Linked DNA regions of Sus scrofa: region 2 is linked to region 1. A link is a contact called in public HiChIP or PLAC-seq data. All regions are on one chromosome and are shown on one strand. Each heading gives the region's core, a stretch centred on a gene start, on an enhancer-like site or on the middle of the called end of the contact. The rest is flanking DNA. Distances are from core to core; before and after follow the strand shown. Region 1 holds the start of EXOSC8 (exosome complex component RRP43). Region 2 holds the start of LOC106505265.

Region 1 (5,887 bases), core at 226-2,725:
TCCGGAGACTAGGGGGCGAAAGAAGACAGGGTGGGCATGGCCCAGTGAACCCAAGTTCTAGGCTCTGGACACGCAGGGAAATAAAGCTCCAAGATAAAAATAAAGAACGTTAGAAAGATGCGTAAAATTCTAGCAGAAGAAATTCTGGGGTCGGAGCTTAGGTGAAGCATGGTTCAAGGGACACGTCGAAGAACCGGCAGTGCGGAGGAGAGGATGCCTGGGGGCCGAGTCTCCACCCGCACCCGCGTCGGTCCCCAACCCCTCTCCTCACCAGAATTAGGGCTGCGGCCGCCAGCCCCGCGCCAAGCACGGCCAACTGCAGCAGGAGCGGAACCATACTCCATGCCCAGAGGCCGCCGCCGCCCGCCCTCTGCAGCGCCTACACACACGCGGAAGTGCAGCCGCGGGCCCCGCCTCCCGCCCGCAGAGAGGCCGCGCCGGTCGGGCGCCCGCCGCCCACAGCGCCGCCGCGCGGCGAGGCGAGGAATACTTAGCGGTGTGAGAGACGCTCAGTCCTTGCGAGGGGCAGGCGCTCACTCAGTTCCACAGTAGCAGGGTTGCCAGATTTAACAAATAAAAGTACAGGATATCCATTTAATTTGAATTTCAGATAAGCAACGAATCGTTTTATTTAACAGCATTATTAAAATACAACTCACATACCATACAATCCACACATTAATTTTTTCAAACTCTGATAATGTAAAACATAAAATTTGGCACTCTATACACTTTACGTGTACACTACAACGACATTAATTGCATTTACAATTTCTTTCAACCATCGTCACTATTTCTAAAACTTTCCCAGTTATTCCCCAGCTTCTGGTAGCAACTAATCAAGTGAAAATTTTTTCTTGTACCCACAGTAACAAACTACTCTTTATCTGACATTCAAATTGAGTTGGATGCCCTGTATTTTATCTGGCAACCCTATCTAAGAGGGAGGTGTAGGTCTTGAACCATGACACAGTCTACAACAAAACTGCTCCTTTGGAGCCCGGTCAGGTTGCTTGGTGCGGATAAGGAGCGAGCAGAAAATTTAGGTGATTCTTCCGTGCTGGAGCAGGGAGGACTTTACCTGGGAGGAGGCAAGCCCAGGGCCCAGTCAAGAAGGGGGCGGGAAAAGGATGCTGAAACACTGGAGTAATGCTCCACACTCAAATACTTGATCCTCTGATGTAAGGTAGGTTTTCTCCTGAGTCTTGAACTACCACAGTTTCTAAACAGACACTGGTCACTTCTCTAATAGCCGATTCGTCAAAACACGCCAAAAGCAAGGAAACCTTGAAGGGCGTCTGGCTAGTGGCGGTCGAAGGGAAGGCATGCAGGAAACAATCCCCGCCCCGCCTGGCTTAGCTCTCCCCCATTGTACTCTGCCTTCCAGATACCAGGCAGCAGAAAGGCACAAACAAACATCAGTGTTGAAAGTGCCGCGGCGGAGCAGCTGCGCGGGCCAGAGGTGAGGCGATACCCAGGCGCAGGCGCAGGCGCAGGCGCAGGCGCAGGCGCGCGGGCGGGAAGATGGCGGCCGGGTTCAAGTGAGTGTGGCTGCACGGCGGGCGGGAGTTCGTATCCTAGCGGATTGCAGCTTCATTTACTCTTTAGGTGGGATTTTTCTCACCGAGAGACCATCCCACCGGACGCCCACTTCCTTCCATCACGGAAGTAGGCGACGGGCGGGAGGACTGGAGGGGGTCGTAGTGAAAGGAACGGGGGCGTCCTCCCCCAGTGAGGCTGTGCTGGAAGGACTGTGTGGCGTTGCAAGCGCTGCAAGCGCTGCAAGCGCTCTGGCTTGGTGTGTAGCGACATGCAGCCCAGGAGACGTTGGGAATCTCCTAAAAAGTGTTCCGCCCGGGCCACATGCCACCCTGCTCTCTCTCTCTCTCAGTCTTCCGTAGTTTACTTTTGAAAGCTTTTGTGCCTTACTCGGAAGGTTTTAGGTGTTTTTAGTGCCACTCTGGAGAAGCCTATACATTTTTCTTTTCAGAGTCTAGTTTTAAGTGGATAAAAGAAATGGAATTCCAAAGAAAACCAATTATATTGAAACAGTTGTCTATTTGTATATAAACTCCAAGTTTATGGCATAGTGAGATAGATCTGTTTTAGAATTAACTTTCTTAAACAGGGTTTAGTGGGGAGTCTAGTATTTCGAAGTAACATGAGTATTACATATATCTTCGACAACTACAAAGTGATAACGAAAACATTTGCTATCTGTGGTTGTTAAAGTCGCAGGTACGGCTCATAATGGTTTACTACCTAGTCATAATTGAAGAATATGCTGAATTTCAGTGGCGGAATGGGTAGTGAAAAATAAATATGTAAATTTTACCATTCACGGAGAATCCCTGCTTCAGAGGAGAGTGATGTTATTTTCACACTTGGATTAATTCTCTTTAAAGATGCCCCAGGGTCTTGGGCTCCAACTTTCTACTTGTTTAAGGCAGAATTAAGGACCGCACTTGAGTGTGATTGCTGTGGCAAGGTATCTGCTTTTTATAATCAGTAACATGTGGCAACATAAACATTAGAACTTAAGAAACTTAGTTACCAATTTTGGAGATTTCTGCTCCATCACCACACTCTTAAGATTTTAGCCAAGTTTCTGAATTCATATTAAGATTCTTTATCTTAATATTTATATGTTTCAGAACTGTGGAACCTCTGGAGTATTACAGGAGATTTTTAGTAAGTAAAGGTGGTTATGTACATGTTATGCCTTTTGATAATGATGTATGCTTTTTTCATAAATACAAATAAGTCATATGTTGTATAGCGAAATTAATGTTAAATGTCAGTTATGCCTCAATTGTTAAAGACAGTTTTCAAGTAATCCAGATTTACTTGAGTTGAAGTTTAATGTGTATTTCCTGGTGCGTGTAAAATACACATGTATGTAATCTACTTTTGTGTATTTATTTAGAAAGAGAACTGCCGACCTGATGGAAGAGAACTTGGTGAATTCAGAACCACAACTGTCAATGTAGGTGAGGATATTTTGAGTTCTAAAATACAGTGTTGAGGTTGCTTCAGTTCTGAAAATAGAATTTTTCTTGTTTTTTTATACTAGTAAATTTTTACTTGTTAAGTTTTAAATGCATCATTCTCTCAACTGGTATGTTCATTTTATTATTTTTAAATTTTTTTTGTCTTTTTGCCTTTTTCTAGGGCCGCTCCTACGGCATATGGAGGTTCCCAGGCTAGGGGTCTATCGGAGCTGTAGCCGCCGGCCTACGCCAGAGCCACAGCTACGCCAGACCGGAGCCGTGTCTGCAACCTACACCACAGCTCACGGCAATGTTGGATCCTTAACCCACTGAGCAAGGCCAGGGATCGAACCCTCAACCTCATGGTTCCTAGTCAGATTCGTTAACCACTGAGCCATGACGGGAACTCCTGGTATGTTCATTTTAAATTTTAAAGTAACTGTAGTGTTTCGCCCCTTCCTTTAAAAAAATCTTGAGATGTGGGAGTTCCCATCATGGTACAGTGGAAATGAATCCGACTAGGAACCATGAGGTTTCGGTTCCACCCTGGCCTCACTCAGTGGGTTAAGGATCCAGTGTTGTCTGAAGCTGTGTGTAGGTCGTAGATGGGCGGCTTGGATCCTGCATTGCTGTGGCTGTGGCGTAGGCCAGTGGCTACAGCTCCGATTGGACCCCCAGCCTGGGAACCTCCATATGCCATGAGTGTGGCCCTAAAAAGACAAAAAAGACAAAAGAAAAAAGAAAAAATTTTAAGATATGGTTTTCTCATATATCTTAAATTTATTAAATCTTCTATTGCAAACATAGAATTTTCTCATTATACCTATATGACATGCCCAAGTTTTAGCCCCTGAGCCATTTAAACAGTATTTCAGACAAATTGTACCACGTTTAAGGGATTACAATGATTTTGTCAAGAGATTTTAATCTGTGTAACAGTCCTGTGACTGAACAATAAATGATTAACTCAAATTCAAGGAATAATTCTTTTTTTTTTTTGTCTTTGCTATTTCGTTGGGCCGCTCCCACGGCATATGGAGGTTCCCAGGCTAGGGGTCGAGTCGGAGCCTTAGCCACCAGCCTATGCCAGAGCCACAGCAACATGGGATCCGAGCCGCGTCTGCAACCTACACCACAGCTCACGGCAACACCGGATCGTTAACCCACTGAGCAAGGGCAGGGACCGAACCCGCAACCTCCTGGTTCCTAGTCGGATTCGTTAACCACTGCTCCAGGACGGGAACTCCATGAATAATTCCTAAAATGGTACTGTTGGCCTTTAAACAACGAGGGGATTAGGGGTGGCAATCCTCACACAGTTGAAAATCCAAGTATAATTTTACAATGGGTACTCCATATCTCGGGTTCTGCATCAAGGATTCAACCAACTGTGGATCATGTAGTACTGTAGTAGTATTTATTGAAAATATGCCTGTATAAGTGGACTGGTGCAGTTCTAATCCATGCTGTTTAAGGGTCAACTATAATTTTAAAAAGACTCAAGGAATACAATTTTGTAAACAAATGAGATATGTAGCAAGATAAAACCATACATAGAAAATGAAAAGGAGTTCCCATCGTGGTGCAGCGGAAACAAATCCAACTAGGAACCATGAGATTTTGGGTTCAATCCCTGGCCTCGCTCAGTGGGTTAAGGATCCGGCATTGCCATGAGCTGCGGTGTAGGTCGAAGACGCAGCTTGGATCTGGTGTTGCTGTGGTTGTGATGTAGGCCAGCGGCTACAGCTCCGATTGGATCCCTAGCCTGGTAACCTCCATAGGCTGTGGGTGCAGCCCTAAAGGACAAAAGACCAAAAAAAAAAAAAAAAAAAAAGTGCTTTTCATTTTGTTTAAATACTTATCTTTTCAGGTTCAATTGGTACTGCAGATGGTTCTTCTTTAGTGAAGCTGGGAAATACTACAGTAATTTGTGGAATTAAAGCAGTAAGTTTATTGTGTATATTACTATAAAGATTTGAGTTACCAAATTAGTTCATACACTTATTAGATTGTAATATACACCTATAGTTCTGGTGATGAGGTGATCAGATGTCAGTTTTTTAGTATTTGTTTTCATTTCGCAAGCTTAATGACTCAATTATAATTTATGAACATTTGCAAATGTGCTGAAATGAAATTTTTTAAAAACCCTCACCACTTTTAATTTTTTAAAAATTTGGTTGTAATTTGAGAAATTAAGAGGGATTTTGGGTGACATCTTTTTATGCAGGGATGGCATTTAATCTGTGCAAACATGTAGAAAATTGTTTAAAGGAAAAGCTTGAGGGAGTAATAGCCACCATTAACTGAGTACTTGCTATATCCTGGGCACCTTATATTAGGTGCTTTAAAAAATTAGCCAGTTTAAACCTCAGAATAATTATTTGAAATATTTCTCTCTTCATCTCCTATCTTACATGAGGTTCAAAAAACTTGTCTAGGAACATAAGGCTCATAAATTGAATTTAGACATAACTAACTCCAAAGTCTCTGCTTTTTTGACTATCCTGAACTTTGTAATTTGCTTAATCTAAGTTCAGGTTCTTTTTCAGTAAAGGTTGCAGTGATATGTAACAAGATTTGAGCACTTACTCTTTTTTAGGTTTTATGTCAGGGATTTAATATTATTTCATTTGACCCTTATTAACATCTTCTGAAAGTAGGCCCTATTAACTTCCCACTTTACCAATGAGGAAGTTGAATGGTAAGAGGTTAAATAACTTCCTCAAAGTCTCTGAGCTACAAAGTGTGATTCTGACATTTGCTTTTGATTCCTCCCATCAGTTTCTAAATCTGGCTGTGTCAGTATCCCTAGGTTTAAATTCAGTCCTGGCTGCTGAATAAGTGGAAGAGAGGGTGGAGCAGAAATCCAATTAACGAGCCCCAAGTAATTTTGA
Region 2 (6,227 bases), core at 3,642-6,141, 47 kb after region 1:
AGGAGGTCTTTGTCGGGCACTTTCAATGACATACTAAAAAAGACAAGTTTAAGAAAACAGCTTATCTTTTGCTTAGTGCATGAACAATTGTATTAAGAACACTTAAATGAAATGTAAGTCTAAAAAGGCTGTTCAGTCACTCAAGTCTCTTGATTCACATTAAATCATACCTTGCAGGGAAATCTACTGAACTTCTAAATATATGTTACAAACAAGTGAAATTTAAACTGTGCTAAAATTTAGCACAATATTTACTTGCTATGTTATAAGCAAAATCATAGTTTCACAATTGTGATTTCACAGGTCAGAAATATTTTCAATGTTTTATGGCTGTTCAGAATATGCACAGCATAACCAATTACAAGGACTCTACCTCTATTTTTGGGGGGGGCATGCCTGAGGCATGCAGAAGTTCCTGGGCCAGGGATTGAGCCCCATGCCACAGCAATGACCTGAGTCATAGCAGTGACAATGCTAGATCCTTAACCCACTGAGCCACCAGGGAACTCCTAGACTCTATATACTTGAGCTCTTTCCCCTGAGCAGCTAGAAAGTTTGTTAAAACAGAAAATTTTAGAAATTCTATATCCTTGTTCAAATATATATTCCACAGTATTATTCAATTTTTATTCTACAAAATTATTATCTGAGTATTCCAAGTAACAGATGATCCAAATATCATCTGGTATTTTACAGCAGAATTTGCAGAGTCATCCTGAAATAATATTAATGTACTCCTTTGATAGTCACATACAAAAATCTTTTAAAACTGAGTTTTGTCGATTAATGACAACACTATTTCAATATGTAACTTAGTCACGCCTCACCTCTGCACGATCCAAAGCTAGTTCTAAAGCTTGTTGCTGTAAAAAGTAAATAGTGTATTTGGTAATATTAGTTATTTTCACACAAAAATAATTTAATATACATATAACATTTTCCAATTAAGTGTTTAAATGTGTTTTGTTTTCTAAAACAGGTCTAACATTTTTATTTCTCTCCTCCACCCACCCCATTATGCTTAAGATATATGACAAAGAAAAAAATATTGCAGTCTCAGGAACCTGAGTATGATAACAAATTTATTAAGAAATGCTACAATGATGTTCTCTGACCATGCTTGTGCAGGCATATAGAACTGAAGGATAGATATGGTAACTACCATTTTATAAACTGCAACATTTTAAGAGCACCATTCAGGAAAATATATTGGTCATCAAGTATGTAATTACAGAGAAGCAAAGTCTAAAATCCCTTAATCTACTAGAAATCTTGAAAACCTGGGGGGCTGTTATGTTGGTACCTTATATTGACTTAGAAATCCTTAATATAATGCAAAGAACCTATAATACAATGTTTCTAGGTTAGTGCCTAGCAGAAGTCCAATAAATAATGGTTATCCTTACCATGTTTTAATGAATTTTTAAGACACCATCAATTACATGTCTGGATTGTTATATGTAATATTAGGAAAGAAAGATATGCTGTCAATTATGATTGTTAAGATGTCACTGACTGTAGACACATTATCAATTATTAAAATGTAAAAGCAAATGCATCTTAGAATTGATAAAAACACATTATCACATACACAATTTGAGATCTACTAGTAGATCCCCACCCTTCATTCACTTCTGAGAGACCCTTATTGTAGGGCAAGAGGGAGAAATAAGAAGGTAAACTCTTATTTTCCTTATTTGTATAGCATTCTTTCGTAATGATACCTAAAAATAAAAGGTACTAGATTTTAAACAAAACTAAGCAAATATACCACCAATGATCCCTCTTTCTAGTTTTGTAGTCTGGGTATCACACAAAGTTAGAGTATTTTTCTTTCACAATGATGGTCATTTTTATTTTCACTAAGAGGCAAAGAATTTTCATTTTTTATTTATAAGAACCTACACTTTTGTTTTATTTTGCAGACTCCAATTACTCAATCTACCAAGCTGCATAGAGTAAAAACTCGTAGCCCCCACTAATATCCCAAGAGGGTTGACAGAAGCATAAGTATTGCTACCCTTCGGAAATCATGCAAAGGCTGAAATGACCCTGTCATCCTAGACTTAAGGATGGAGAAACAAATGATGACAAAACAGCTGGTCTTTTTAGACAGCAATTAAAACCCCACATTATCAAGCATCTAAATGGAGTAAGTATAAAAAAGTCTGAAATACCCCATTATTTCAAAAGGTTGTTAAAATAAACGTACATCAATTTAATTTATTAAAAAATTATGTGGGCAGATTCCCAATGAAATGAGTTTCCAGGATTCAAGATGTGACTCTTGAGTATTTTCCAGCATAAAAACATACCTCTGAATATACACTCCTGATGAATACACAAGGTTCTTTTAGTTATTTTGGCCATAAAACCTTAAGGTAAATTTCTATCAAAAATTTATAAAAAACATGATCAAATGTATATCCTAGGACAATTTCAAATAATCAATTTTCTCAAGTAAATATTTTATCTTCTGAAATCAAAACTTTAAAAGGTCTAGTAAGATATACTTGCATACGTAAACATGGGCATCATTCATTCACTACTGCATTTCAATACTTAAGAGGGAAGTGATGAGCTAATATAAATGCAAAATATAAGGCAAGGTCAGAACCCCACTGTGTTAGCTCCACTTTTCTCTAATAGAGAAAGGGTAGACAGGCAAGATCTCAAGCAGAGAAGATATGTTTTCTGAGGTTTATTCAACATTGTGCTCAATGTTCATTTATTCTTACTGTCAAATGCTGCTGCTTCTTTAACAGATTAGTGATTTTTTTTTCCTTCTTAACATTTAACGGCAAAAGTTAAATGCCCAATCCTAAGTATGTTTAGTGACTCTAAGTGAGTGGTGAGCAGAAATGTGCCATTAGAAGGCTAACACTAATGCTGCTTAAATGTTATTTTCAGTAAGGAGGTTAACATTTGTTTTTAAAATTTTTTTAAAAATCTAAATTAAGAGAAATTTTAAGATATGAGGAACTCTGCCCCCAAACTACTTGAATTTACACCCATCTTTGTTGCCAATGATGTGGACTATAGTAAAAAAGACAGAAGTAATTGTTTTTTAAAACTTCACAAAAATAAGGACTGACAGATTATCTGTGTAACCTGGATACAACTGTAACACTAAATGGATAAATGAGGCCCCTAGAGAAGATTTTGCATGTGATTACTAAGTAATTTCCCAATTAGGGTAACTTAGGCAGCTTACAAGAATCTTTATGTATCATATAGATATTTTTATCAGGAGAGAAGAGAACATTCTAAGAATATTAACATACTGAGCTGTAGCTTACCATTGTGGTATAAAATAGGGGTCCAAAAGGAAGAAAACTTATGTGCGTTGACCAAGTGGGGTGAAAACCATATCTTTAGAAATCAATCTTAGAGAACTGTAAAAGCAAAAACAACAGAACCCCTATATTAACCAGGCTATTAAAAGACATAGCATGACTTAGCAATTAAAAAGGAAAATTATTCGAGGCATGTATATTTCTAAGACACCTTTAAAATAATCAGTAACAATAAAACATACATATCACAATTGAGCCACTCATTTTTTTTTTTGGTCTTTTTAGGGCCGCACCTGCAGCATATGGAAGTTCCCAGGGTAGGGGTCGAACTAGAGCTGTAGATGCCAATCTATGCCACAGCAAGGCCAGATCTGAACTGAGTCTGCGACCTGGATCATAGCTCACAGCAACACTGGATCCTTAACTCACTGAGTGAGGCCAGGGATTGAACCCAAATTCTCATGGATCCGAGTTGGGTTTGTTATCGCCAAGTCATGTTGGCAACTCCTGAGCCACTCATTTTCTTAAATTACGACTGACTTACAATATGCCAATTTCTGCTGTATAGCAAAGTGACCCAGTCATATATATTAGCCATTCATTTTTTGAAAAGTACATTTTTAACTAGGTAGGGCCAGATACAGTTTGCAAGTTAAAATCATTACTCAGTTTCTTAAAAATATTTAACATTTAGGAGAGAAAATAAATATTTTTAAACTTCTTCAACCATCACTGCTGCTGCACTCACTGTTACCCTGGATTATTTTAACAGCCTGCCCTCTGGCCTTGGTCACTGTACAGTTCACTTTACAAATCATACGTCTCAGCATACCTGCTAATAAAAGTCCTCCCAAACGTTCCAGCTATCTTCCAATGCAGCTCCAGACCTTCCAGCCTTTCCCCTCCTCAAACAAGATACACTCCCTGAGAACCTCATTCCTCTAACACACAAGTTCTCATCCTCGCAGCACTACTGAGTAACCTTGCGGACCTTTAAAAGGTAGGATACCACCCTCCACTCTCCAGAGATTCTAATTAGCTGGTCTGGAGTAGTGCTCAGGGATCAGCATTTCTGAAGAGCTCTAGGGGATTCGATGGTGCTGCCTGTGTTGCTATCTATGCTCTCTGCCTCCCGAAGATGGTATGTTTGCTCTCAGAGTGACCCTAAACGAGGCTTATTTTTAATCTAATTCTTTACATAACTCCTTGCAACCATCCACCCCCCGCCCCGTGACCGTACACAGCTGAGCACATCTTTAAGTGACAGAAAACAGTATTTTCCATGTAAAATTGTTTTGCTTTGTTTTTGGTGAAACCAAAGCTTAAGTTTTACCAGTTCGGGTTTGAGAAAAAGAAGGGTGGAGAAATCAGGTAAAAAACCCACAAACCACCAGAAATGACAACCACCGTAGAGGTTCCAGAAATAATAATTTTAAAAATAAATAAGACATTAATCCTACTCCAGAAGAGCTCGTGGGAGGTTTAAGATGAACTCAAGTTAAGGTGAAAATTTTCTGATCAATGAATCCAAAGATGAAGATACACTAAGTATAGGCAAAATTTAATGACTTTAAAATTAGATCTCTTGTCACTGAATGGAGACGGAAGGGGGGGACTGGGTGAGAGGTATGCTTAGCGACCTCTAAGTACCACAAAACACAGTAACTACGGACACCACTTAAAAACCAAATATGTTGACTACGCAGAATTTACTAGAACGCTATGAGAAAAATCACTGTAATTATCATCTCTATTTTACAGAATAAGGCTGTCACAACCAGTGGCTTTCCCAAGATCACACAACTGGACCGGAATTCAGACCCCTCTCTCTTTTAAATCTTAAAGTTTCTTTTAGTAAATTTTACAACCTTCAGACCACTCAATCCAGCACCCGTTTTTAGATTTTTTTAAAGCAAAACATTTAAAACAAGGACTCGATTCCTCCTAATTTTGATCTAATTTTACATCATAACTAGTTTGATTTCTACCAGGGGCTTTGGGTTTTGTACCGGGAAAACGGAGCCCCTCCCCTGTGGAGACTATCGGAGATGGCTTCCAGGGGCAGCTATTCGCCAAGTTTATTTCCGAATTCCCAGTAACCACGGCGAGGACCAGTATTCAATCCAATTTAAATGTCGCCATCAGTCTCACTGACTGCCCTGATCGACGTGAGTCTCCTCCAAAGGCTCGAGCTTCCGTTAACAATTTAGACTTTACCTGAAAAACGCCCTATCTCCACAGCGCAGCGAACAGCCTTTATTCAATATGGACACCGAGAAACCCGCCCCCAAAGAAGCTACGCAAAATTCTTGCGAGCTTCCGGAAATACCTGTAACCGGAACCCCAAAGTCAAGACTAAAATGAAAACCGTGGCGTGACAGCCTCCAAGAGGCAACGGAGGGGACCAACACCGACGGCAGCTCGCTCGCCTCGGCCCGCCGCGTCTGTGGGAACAACGTCTTTCTCCCGTCGGCTTTGGGCCCTGAAGCGGCGAAAAGCCACTTGGGAAATCGCTCCCTCACCTCTGACCCCGCCCCGAATCTCGCGCGCTTACCCCGCCCGCCGAGGCCCACCTGTGCCCGGAGCCGCCTCGTGACGGCGCCGCTGGCTCGGCCGGAACGTGACGTGCAGCCTCGGCCCCCCGCCGCCAGCTGCACGCCGGCCAGGGGCTCGCTCCGCACGCCCTTTCGCCGGCGCAGCGCTGTAGCCCCGCCAATCGTCTGTTCCGGCGCCCGCAATTCGACTGGCGGGCTGGGCGGAAGTGGTGGAGCTGGGAAGGCGGGGCCGCGGTCGGGAGGCCAGATACCAGCACACTCCGGTTTGCGGTTGGTCCCCGCGAGCTTTGTCGAGGCTCAGGCACGATGGTGGGGCGAGGCCCACGAGCGCCTTCTCTGGCCCTACATCCAGGTCCGAAAAATGCGAAGTAGCCTG

Evidence for each region. HiChIP or PLAC-seq counts read pairs in DNA pulled down with a chosen protein or histone mark.
Region 2: a contact with region 1 is called in an H3K27ac HiChIP or PLAC-seq map of skeletal muscle. The contact joins the promoter of LOC106505265 here to the promoter of EXOSC8 in region 1. A contact is called at or near these places in 2 of 5 promoter capture datasets (fetal liver and liver), 17 of 47 Hi-C or Micro-C datasets (alveolar macrophages, brain, differentiating spermatogonia and 10 more) and 2 of 2 datasets of contacts at active chromatin or transcription factors (alveolar macrophages and skeletal muscle).

Annotation. Positions count from the first base shown.
Region 1 is chr11:12,815,606-12,821,492 of Sscrofa11.1, forward strand. EXOSC8 (exosome complex component RRP43) reads left to right here and starts at 1,476. Exons shown (of 11, transcript XM_021065264.1): 1 at 1,476-1,541; 2 at 2,655-2,691; 3 at 2,927-2,990; 4 at 4,861-4,934. The coding sequence starts at 1,525. It overlaps ALG5 (ALG5, dolichyl-phosphate beta-glucosyltransferase), which reads right to left and starts at 364. Exons shown (of 10, transcript NM_001244320.2): 1 at 272-364. The coding sequence starts at 337.
Region 2 is chr11:12,858,899-12,865,125 of Sscrofa11.1, forward strand. LOC106505265 reads left to right here and starts at 4,892. Exons shown (of 8, transcript XM_021065389.1): 1 at 4,892-4,922; 2 at 5,288-5,464; 3 at 5,538-5,607; 4 at 5,678-6,227. The coding sequence starts at 4,892. It overlaps SUPT20H (transcription factor SPT20 homolog), which reads right to left and starts at 6,037. Exons shown (of 24, transcript XM_021065260.1): 1 at 5,870-6,037; 2 at 3,300-3,395; 3 at 1-33. The coding sequence starts at 3,302.